2 separate regions of the Sus scrofa genome follow, and region 2 is linked to region 1. Evidence: chromatin contacts called from public Hi-C data. All regions are on one chromosome and are shown on one strand. Each heading gives the region's core, a stretch centred on a gene start, on an enhancer-like site or on the middle of the called end of the contact. The rest is flanking DNA. Distances are from core to core; before and after follow the strand shown. Region 1 has its middle 260 kb from the start of TSHZ1. Region 2 overlaps ZNF407 (zinc finger protein 407).

What was found. A called contact is a pair of places that touch in the nucleus more often than the background predicts.
Region 2: a Hi-C map of liver shows a contact between it and region 1, with 4 times the contacts expected there. The contact joins two enhancer-like sites. A contact is called at or near these places in 1 of 5 promoter capture datasets (liver), 20 of 47 Hi-C or Micro-C datasets (alveolar macrophages, brain, embryonic fibroblasts and 12 more) and 1 of 2 datasets of contacts at active chromatin or transcription factors (skeletal muscle).

Annotation. Positions count from the first base shown.
Region 1 is chr1:148,722,618-148,726,876 of Sscrofa11.1, forward strand. No RefSeq gene overlaps it. Among named protein-coding and RNA genes, the nearest start is that of TSHZ1, 260 kb to the right of the region's middle. Within about 2 kb of position 2,939, at least 5 of the 83 cell types and tissues checked have an H3K27ac peak or open chromatin away from gene starts, as enhancers often do. A contact at or near this core is called in liver, where this site is marked.
Region 2 is chr1:149,460,535-149,464,670 of Sscrofa11.1, forward strand. All of the region lies in intron 3 of ZNF407 (zinc finger protein 407), which reads right to left. Among named protein-coding and RNA genes, the nearest start is that of ZNF407, 55 kb to the right of the region's middle. Within about 2 kb of position 1,342, at least 15 of the 83 cell types and tissues checked have an H3K27ac peak or open chromatin away from gene starts, as enhancers often do. A contact at or near this core is called in liver, where this site is marked.

The sequences.
Region 1 (4,259 bases), core at 1,689-4,188:
GCAAGAATTTCATACCTCGATGGGAATACATTCTCCAGCGTTGCATTGCTAAGTGTGGCAGAAACCACTGATCACCCCAAATACTCTTTTGTTCCCGATCTCTCTTAATAGAATTGCCAAGTTTTAGTTATGCATATGACTCTGCAGAGGAAAAACAATAGTCCCCAGACTTCCCTACAGCTAGCGGAAGCTCAGGAATCACATTCTGGCCAATAAGATATGAATGGAAGTGACATGAAGGGGCAGGAATGGTAGTAGAACATATCATTAAAGGGCACAGGCTCAGACCTCTGCCCTCTACGCCACTGGCAGGGAGGCAATGGGGTCATCTCAGGCCGTGTGCAGCGAAGAGCACCCCAGAGAGGGAAGCAGTGAAACAGGAGGAGCTCGATCTCCTTATAACCTTGCAGAGGGGAACTAGCTTAGACCTTTATGGGAAAGGGGAGCACCTCTCTAAGTTATTTAAGCCACTGGTATTTTGCGTTTCTGTCTCCACAGTCAGTCTCATCCAGGTCCTAAACAACCTAAGACCTATTCTTTTTTATTGTAAAATTACCCAGAAGTTTAGCAAGTGAGCCCAGCATTGGATTGGTCTAATACTAAAAATTTGTGAAGAAACTTATTGACTGGTGATCTGGAAGAGAGATAGATGATCAGATAGATAGATAGATGACATATATACTTCCTCTGTGAATAGGAAGTAGCAGGGCAAGAATAAAAGGAGATGGTGGAGGAGCAAATGGAAGAAGAAGAGAAGGATGAAAGAGGAAAGAATGACCTGTCTCTGTGGCCAGGACAGTCCCAGCACATTTTTCTCCCAATGGGTTCCTAACAGTAGCCCTCTTCATTCTCAAAGAGCCCTGACTTGGACAATATATTACGTGGCCACTCTGTCCCTTTGAGTCCTTGAGGTGAGCCCCAACCACCTGAGATAACTTGAGCTTGACTCTGTGCCTCGACCCCTGCACATGCTGGTGCAGTGTAGAATGATTAGACAGTAGTGGTGTAAGAAGGGTCAGTATGGACACCCAAACTGCAAGCATACAAAAGGCAAAGGGTCTAAGAAGAACGTCACAAGTGAAGTGGTAAAAGGTATTTGACTTTATCAAATCAAAATTAGAAGAAAAAGTTTTGGCAGAAATGCTTTTGTTGACCTTGAAGGAGGAGAAGGAAAACAGTAGAGGAGAGAGCAGCTAGAGAAAATAGGATTCACCTGATGAAGGGAAGACAGGCAGGGCCACGTATGGACATGAGGGCAACAGAAGCTATAGGAGCAATCTTTTGCATCAGTCCTTGACTTCTGCAGTATTGATTATTTACATAACCAGTAATAAATATGGTGTGAAAGATACTCTGAAGTCCTGTAGCATCCCTACCCATGATGCTGTAGTAACATACCCCTTACCTCCACCCTAATGAAACTATGAGAGAACATGAAGTGAATGAGAAGTAGCCTTTGAGAGAGGTTCTTTCAATGGCCTGTTTGTTTTTTTAAAGAAAGGAGATACATCCTCAAGGTAAGTATACATCTCTTTACTTCTTATAAAATTCTCAGAATGACAGGGCTCCCAGTCAAAACATGGTCTGTGGACCCATGATTAGCCTATTCATCAGACCCAAAAGATGCTGGTTGACCAACACTGGCTCATCTTGCTTTAAGGAGTGCACTTTCTGGAGTTCCCGTCATGGCGCAGCGGAAACGAATCTGACTTGGAACCATGAGGTTACAGGTTCGATTCCTGACCTCCCTCAGTGAGTTAAGTATCTGGCATTGCTGTGAGCTGTGGTGTAGGTCACAGACACGGCTCAGATCCTGCATTGCTGTGGCTGTGGTGTAGGCTGGCAGCTATAGCTCCGATTAGACCCCTAGCCTGGGAACCTCCATATGCCACAGGTGTGTGTCTTCCAATCCAGATAAACCAAGGATGCATATGGCCAGCCACTACGTACTCCTACTCATGATTCAGGGGGACCAGCAGGAAGAAAAGGTAAATGAGAAAGTTCTCCAAACACAAACATGAGGTACCCATGCAACCACCTTGTCAAAATGGTTGAAACATATCAGATGTTGTATAGTATATCTTGAGGTCATTTTACAGTTTTCAATCAGTACTTCAGCTAGCTATGATTTTTTCCTAAAACCTAGGAAGAGCAATGTGTTTGTTTATTTGTGAATTACCTTCACAAATTTGTTGGAAATATAAAATGTATCAATTCAAAGGGAATCTTTTCCGGAAAATAAAATTAATTCTTGTGGGGTTTTTTTCTGGTTTTTTTTTTTTTGTGTTTGTTTGCCCTTTGTTTTTTAGGTTTGTTATGTTCGCTTGTTTAATCTATGTTTGGAAGCACTGTGAAGGTAGATCAAGTAGGGGCAGAGGTGGGGCACAGAAAGAAGTCTCTTTCTGACTTGTAGATCCAAACTAGGATGTCCAAGGGCATGTAGCGATGTGACCAAGGGAACGCACAGTAGTTGTTTCCTGGACACGAGAAACATTTTTCCCACACAGATTGGGCTCAGAGGCTTAGGTCACCACACCATGGCTGAGTGTGACTACACAACTCTGTCTTCTTGTGGTTTAAAGCAACAACCAGGAAGAGTGGTGTGTTTTCTGGCCAGGGCAGAAATGTGTCAGAAGCACACAGCTCATGACATGAGGAACAAATAAACCTTAAAGCAACAACCAGGAAGAGTGGTGTGTTTTCTGGCCAGGGCAGAAATGTGTCAGAAGCACACAGCTCATGACATGAGGAACAAATAAACCCACGGTAATTGGAAGCTGAGGTCAGGGCAAAGATCAAAGTATTGGGGCAGGCTAAATGTTAAGGGGCGTTAATTTTTCCTATTGGTAAAGGGCTAAAAGTATTAAGGACCCCCTTCTCAATAGGAAATGTGAGTTCAGTGAGAACTTGCCTGTGTCTCCTCGGCCCATGTTCTCACAGGGCAAGTCTTCCAAAAACCACCCACTCTGCTTTATAAACAGATGCCTCCTGGCTGCAAGCTTCACTAACTTTGAAGATCTGAAAGGCATACAAATTCAGAGAAACAAATTGTGACCAATAAAATTTGAACGGGATCTGTAAGATGGCATTACAGAGCTGGCTGACTTTCATGGCTGGAGGATCATGTAAGAACTTGACTGAGCAAAATTCTTAAAGTGAAAGAAGCTGAGTCGTAAGAGTGAAACATCAGCGGCTGGGTTTGTGGCAGCGTGAGTCCTTGCACAGTCACACCAAATCCTTATCATCACAGTAAAGTGGGAGAACTGGAGGATAATGGAGCCGGTTACGGATTTGATCAGCTTTATAATTTTAAAAAAAGTAACCATCAAGGAATATAGTGAGGAATAAACATAGAAGTATAAGGTAGGAAGATTTAAAAGAGTAGATCAGATTTTTCATTATCATGGACATATGGAATATGACACCATCATAGATATAAATTGCTTATAACTTGTTCACATAGTTATATTTTATTCGAAGCCATTAGGACTCCATCCTAGGATGTAAACTGAAGAGTGACATGCCCGAATGACCCCATTCACAGCGTCTTTAAGCCTTTGACAGTTGTTTCCTGATCTGATAGTCAAGCCAAGCTCCACAGGAGGTTAAATGAAACAGCATTCAGGTGTTAGCATGGCTGAGCCTGATACTAGGAGTTCCATGAACCTGTGGGGCCACTGCTGTTGCTACATGTCCTTCACAAAGGCCCCGAGGACCATCCAGTGAGGAGCATCTATACTGATAATTTTACTCACCAGACATAATGCAGATTATTATTAATATTAAAACATAAGCCAGAGTTCCCGTCATGGCGCAGCAGAAAAAAATCTGACTAGGAACCATGAGGTTGTGGGTTCGATCCCTGGTCTCGCTCAGTGGGTTGAGGACCTGGTATTGCTGTGAACTGTAGTATAGGTCGCAGATGCGGCTCGGATCCTGCGTTGCTGTGGTTGTGGTGTAGGCAAGCAGCTGCAGTTCCAATTCGACCCCTAGCCTGGGAACCTCCATATGCTGTGTGTGCAGCCCTAAAAAGCAAAAACAAACAAAAAGAGTAAGTCAATCTCACCTGAGTCATTGAGTCATTCATTTCTCCTCCTTTATCATTTTACTAAGTACATTGTCAACGATTCTCAGAAAATCACATGATGGGTTTTTTCTTTTCATTTTTTTAAAGTTTAATTGAAGCATGGTTGATTTACAAGGTTATGATCATTTCTGCTGTACAACAAAGTGATTCAGTTATGCATGTGCACACATTT
Region 2 (4,136 bases), core at 92-2,591, 740 kb after region 1:
ATAACATCCTACATGGTACTTAAGCAACTCTACATATGTTAAGCATTTTCGACAAACAATGAAAGAGGTTTATTTTCTAAAACACAAAAGAATTTTCAAGGATAAAATAAATCACTGAAATCTAATCTTTAAGAAATACAAAAATTATTATGATATCAGAAAAAAGGCCCAAAACTTATGAGTATTAAGTTCTCCAGCTATTTCAAAAAATCTGTGATCTTTAAATACCCAAAGAATGCAAATTTGGGGAGAAAAATATTAACATGTGCTCAAATTTCCCCAGATGGATATATAAAAACCTGAAACATATTATATGTATAATATATTTTAACTACACAATTTAAAGCATATATATACACAGTCTTAAATTCCTACTAAAATTCACATTAGGTTACTTTTTAGATAAAGCTAAAATGTTTATTTATGGATATTTAGATCAAGCTTAGTGACTATCATAGTTGAATAAATGTTTTAATGAGAACATTCTAAGCAAGTTATCATGTAACATAAACCCAAGTCAGATTCAATCCTAAATGAATCTGAATTAGGAAGACAAACAGAAATATTCATAATCTCAGAATCATTCTAATTAAAGCAAAAATAGGTTAAAACAGTTTCTAAATAATTATTGTATGATTGCTTTTACATACACCATTTCTAATACAATCATATTAGATATTTTATACATCAAAGTTTTGCTTTATTTATTTTAAACTTAATTCAATATTCATTTAGGTAGTAACACTTTTCTAAGAGTTCTTTTACTCATTAAAACTGTAAAATCTTGCCATCCTCTAGGTATGTGAATAGCAGTGAGGAAAAATATATGACATTTACTAAAGAACTCAAGAAAATATAAAGACAAAATTGCTGTTCATATTGCAGTGATATTCCATTGCAGTGGGAGATAAGGTTACAGTAACTACACAAAGAAGAGGAAGAAAAAGAAAGGAATAGGAGGGAAGAAGGGGAAAGGAAAGAGAAGAAAAGAAGGGAAAGGAAGGGAGATGAGGAGGAGACCCAGACTGAGATGGGGGAGGAGGGGGGAAGTGAGGGAGGAATTGCAGGGACACTCCTTGACTCCCCCTAGTGGTAAAGCAAGAAACAGCATTGCAGGCTCTCCCAGCAGTCTGCACAGTATTTGTAGAACAAGGGAAGGACTGCTGCGGTGGTGTGTGTGATTCAGACAATGCCATCAACAGGAAGCCAAGAACCAAGTGCTCTGAAGGTGAACACTTTGGAGCCAGCAGTTGTCTCTCAGCTCGTGGTGTACATTTGGGCATATCCCACAGCAAGATCAACGAGGTAGGAGAGCCCATACGTTAATACCTGCTGAGGGCATCAGGCTGCAGGAGACCATGGTTAATGAGTAACTAGGTTTACCACATCAAACCTCATGCTCAGAGCAGCTTTCCTTTTCACTGCCTTTTTTTTTTTTTTTTTTTTTGTCCACAATAATGCAAGTGGACGAATAGGAAAGCACACAGAAATATATCTGTATTATGCTATTAATGTGCTTTTAAGCAACAAATATGAGTCAGAAAATCAGCGGTGAAGTAGGGAAATAAACTGGATTTTAAATCATCCAATGCTCTTGTATGAATCACAAACACTATATAAAAATCTGTTATAATCCTTTTTAATGTAATTACAGCAAAAAAAGATATATTTCAAGAGATTATTCTCAATTTTACAGCTTTCACAGGTTTGACCGAGATGAACAAAAGTAGGCTTTCCCCTGCAGTATTAACAACTAAGAAAATAAAATGAATAAGCAAACAGGAAGTTTACACAGATAAACAAAAAAAGCTAGTTCCAACACCTGACTAAAATTACTATATAATCGGAAAAGGAAAAACACACCTACAAACTCAATTGTGAGGAAAATTATGTATTAAAATAGTACATTCAAAACAAGTGTATCATTTAAGTCAAACTTCAGCACAGTAAAAAGCAATACGTGAAAACAACAGCTTGTATTAATAAAATTCAAATTATTCACAATCTAAAAGGGTATGTTAAATACATTAAGAGGATTTAAAAATTTGCCTCTGATTATATAAATATCAAGATACAAAAATAATAGTCTTGGTAAATAATCTCCACATTACTCAACAACCTCTCCCTCTGAGCCACGGGTCTACCTAACTCTGCTTCCCTTTCGGAGGTTCATTAAGGTGCTACCGGGACTCATTACTGTCTATCTCTTGCCCTGTCCCTTAATTGCCCTCTAGGCACTACCCTGTAATCACTGAAATGTTCTTAGCTTGGCCAGGTGCTCCCCAGGGCATCTGATACATCTCCACGGTTTAGGAATCAAAGTATACAATCAGTGTGTCCTGGTTCAAAACGCCAGAGGGGACAGGACTAATACTGTTTGCATTATTAAAATCTGTGTTCCTTGATCCTTTTGTAAACTTACATTACATGGTCCCAGGGTGGGGTCAAATATCCTTTGTCTTTTAAGGTTTTTACCCATCCGTAAAAAATGAATTGCATACAAAAAAATCCCTCTTATTTATATAAAATTTAAATGTCTTAGAAAAATCAGTTATTCTTATGTAAAGTAACCTGTGACTTGTAAGTCCCTTTGAATCACAAAGCTTTGTCTGAATATTCCAACTATCCCTTAACAAAATGTGTGAATGAAATTTCTTTTAATTAGTTTTGATTATGGTCCATTTCTTAATCAACTTCTATCACAATGATAAATATATACGTAAGCATCAGTAAAAAAAAAATGCAAACATAATTCATTTGTCCTAAGGGAAGAATGTAAAATTTATACATAAAATCTAAATGTGGGAAAAAAAACTCTCCTAGAACATTGGCATTATTTTTATAATCTGTATGGCTGAGGAAAATGTTATCAATAATAGATTTAACAGTTGTAGCCAGCCATATAAACTGGCAGTGGATTTTTAAAAAATGATCTAAAATTGCAGTCTCAATATCACATAAAACCCTCATTTCCACGTGTAAAATTAAAAGAAAAGGCTAAACCTTGAACCGCTTGGTTCAACCAATACCTGGAGGACATAAAATCACATTGATATATATGTACACACACACACACACACACCTCAAAGAAAAACAAATATTCAGTGAGAGAAGGTAGACAAATTATACAGTAGTCTTGAGGTGGAGCGAGAAAAGTCTCATCGTTTTCACATTTGGGTTGCATTCAAAACCCCCACATACACAATAAATTCAGACTCATTTACTCAGATATCGCAGTTATATTTATGGATGAGGGTGAAAAGTCAATAATGATACTTATCACCTCGGTGCTATGCTTACAAGCTATTTCTACAGCCTAGTGGACAGATACATGTCTACTTGTAATGCAAATTTTAAGTACTTTATAAACTAATACATATTTTTCCAAATAGAAAGCTTATAGTTATATTATTTTTGCTTAACTAAATTATGTATCTGTGTAAGATATTTAGTATAGATCCAGATTAATGAAAAAGCCCTTATTTTTTAAAATACATACATATATATTTGAAATAATATATAATGAAAGCCAGTAATTAGACAACACAAGTGATAAATGACTCAAGTGCTTCAATTTAGAAGCTAAAATAAATTTAAAAACAAAATGACTGGATTTAGGAAAGCCATAACTTATGGAATTTATAAGGACTCTTATAATAGTATCCTTTTTACATAACTTAGTAATTACTAGTACTCCTCATATAATACTGAATTTTAAAAAGTAAATAATTTGTGACAAAAGAAAATAATGGCATTACTACACATTGCTCAAAAAGGAAAAGTGAAAATACCACTTTTCAATCATTTTAAAAAGATGTTCTTTAAAAAAAAAATAATGACACTAGATGACTAAGCACATGAAATAAGAAAAATGTACAGGGCAACTCATTTATAGTAATTCAACCTTCATCTTCTGATTTAGTTACTGTGAAAAATCTATTATAAGTTCAATTTGGTAGTGAACTGTAGCCATCTACTGGAAATGAACAGTTAGAGCAAATGTTTAATATCATGTTTCTCTCTAAGAAACCAGTATTCTTTGTGCTTAATTTAGTGGACTAGAGAAATGAACAATCCTAGGTGTAGTAAGATAAAATTTAATTTATTATATCAGCCTCACAATCTCAAATCTGTAA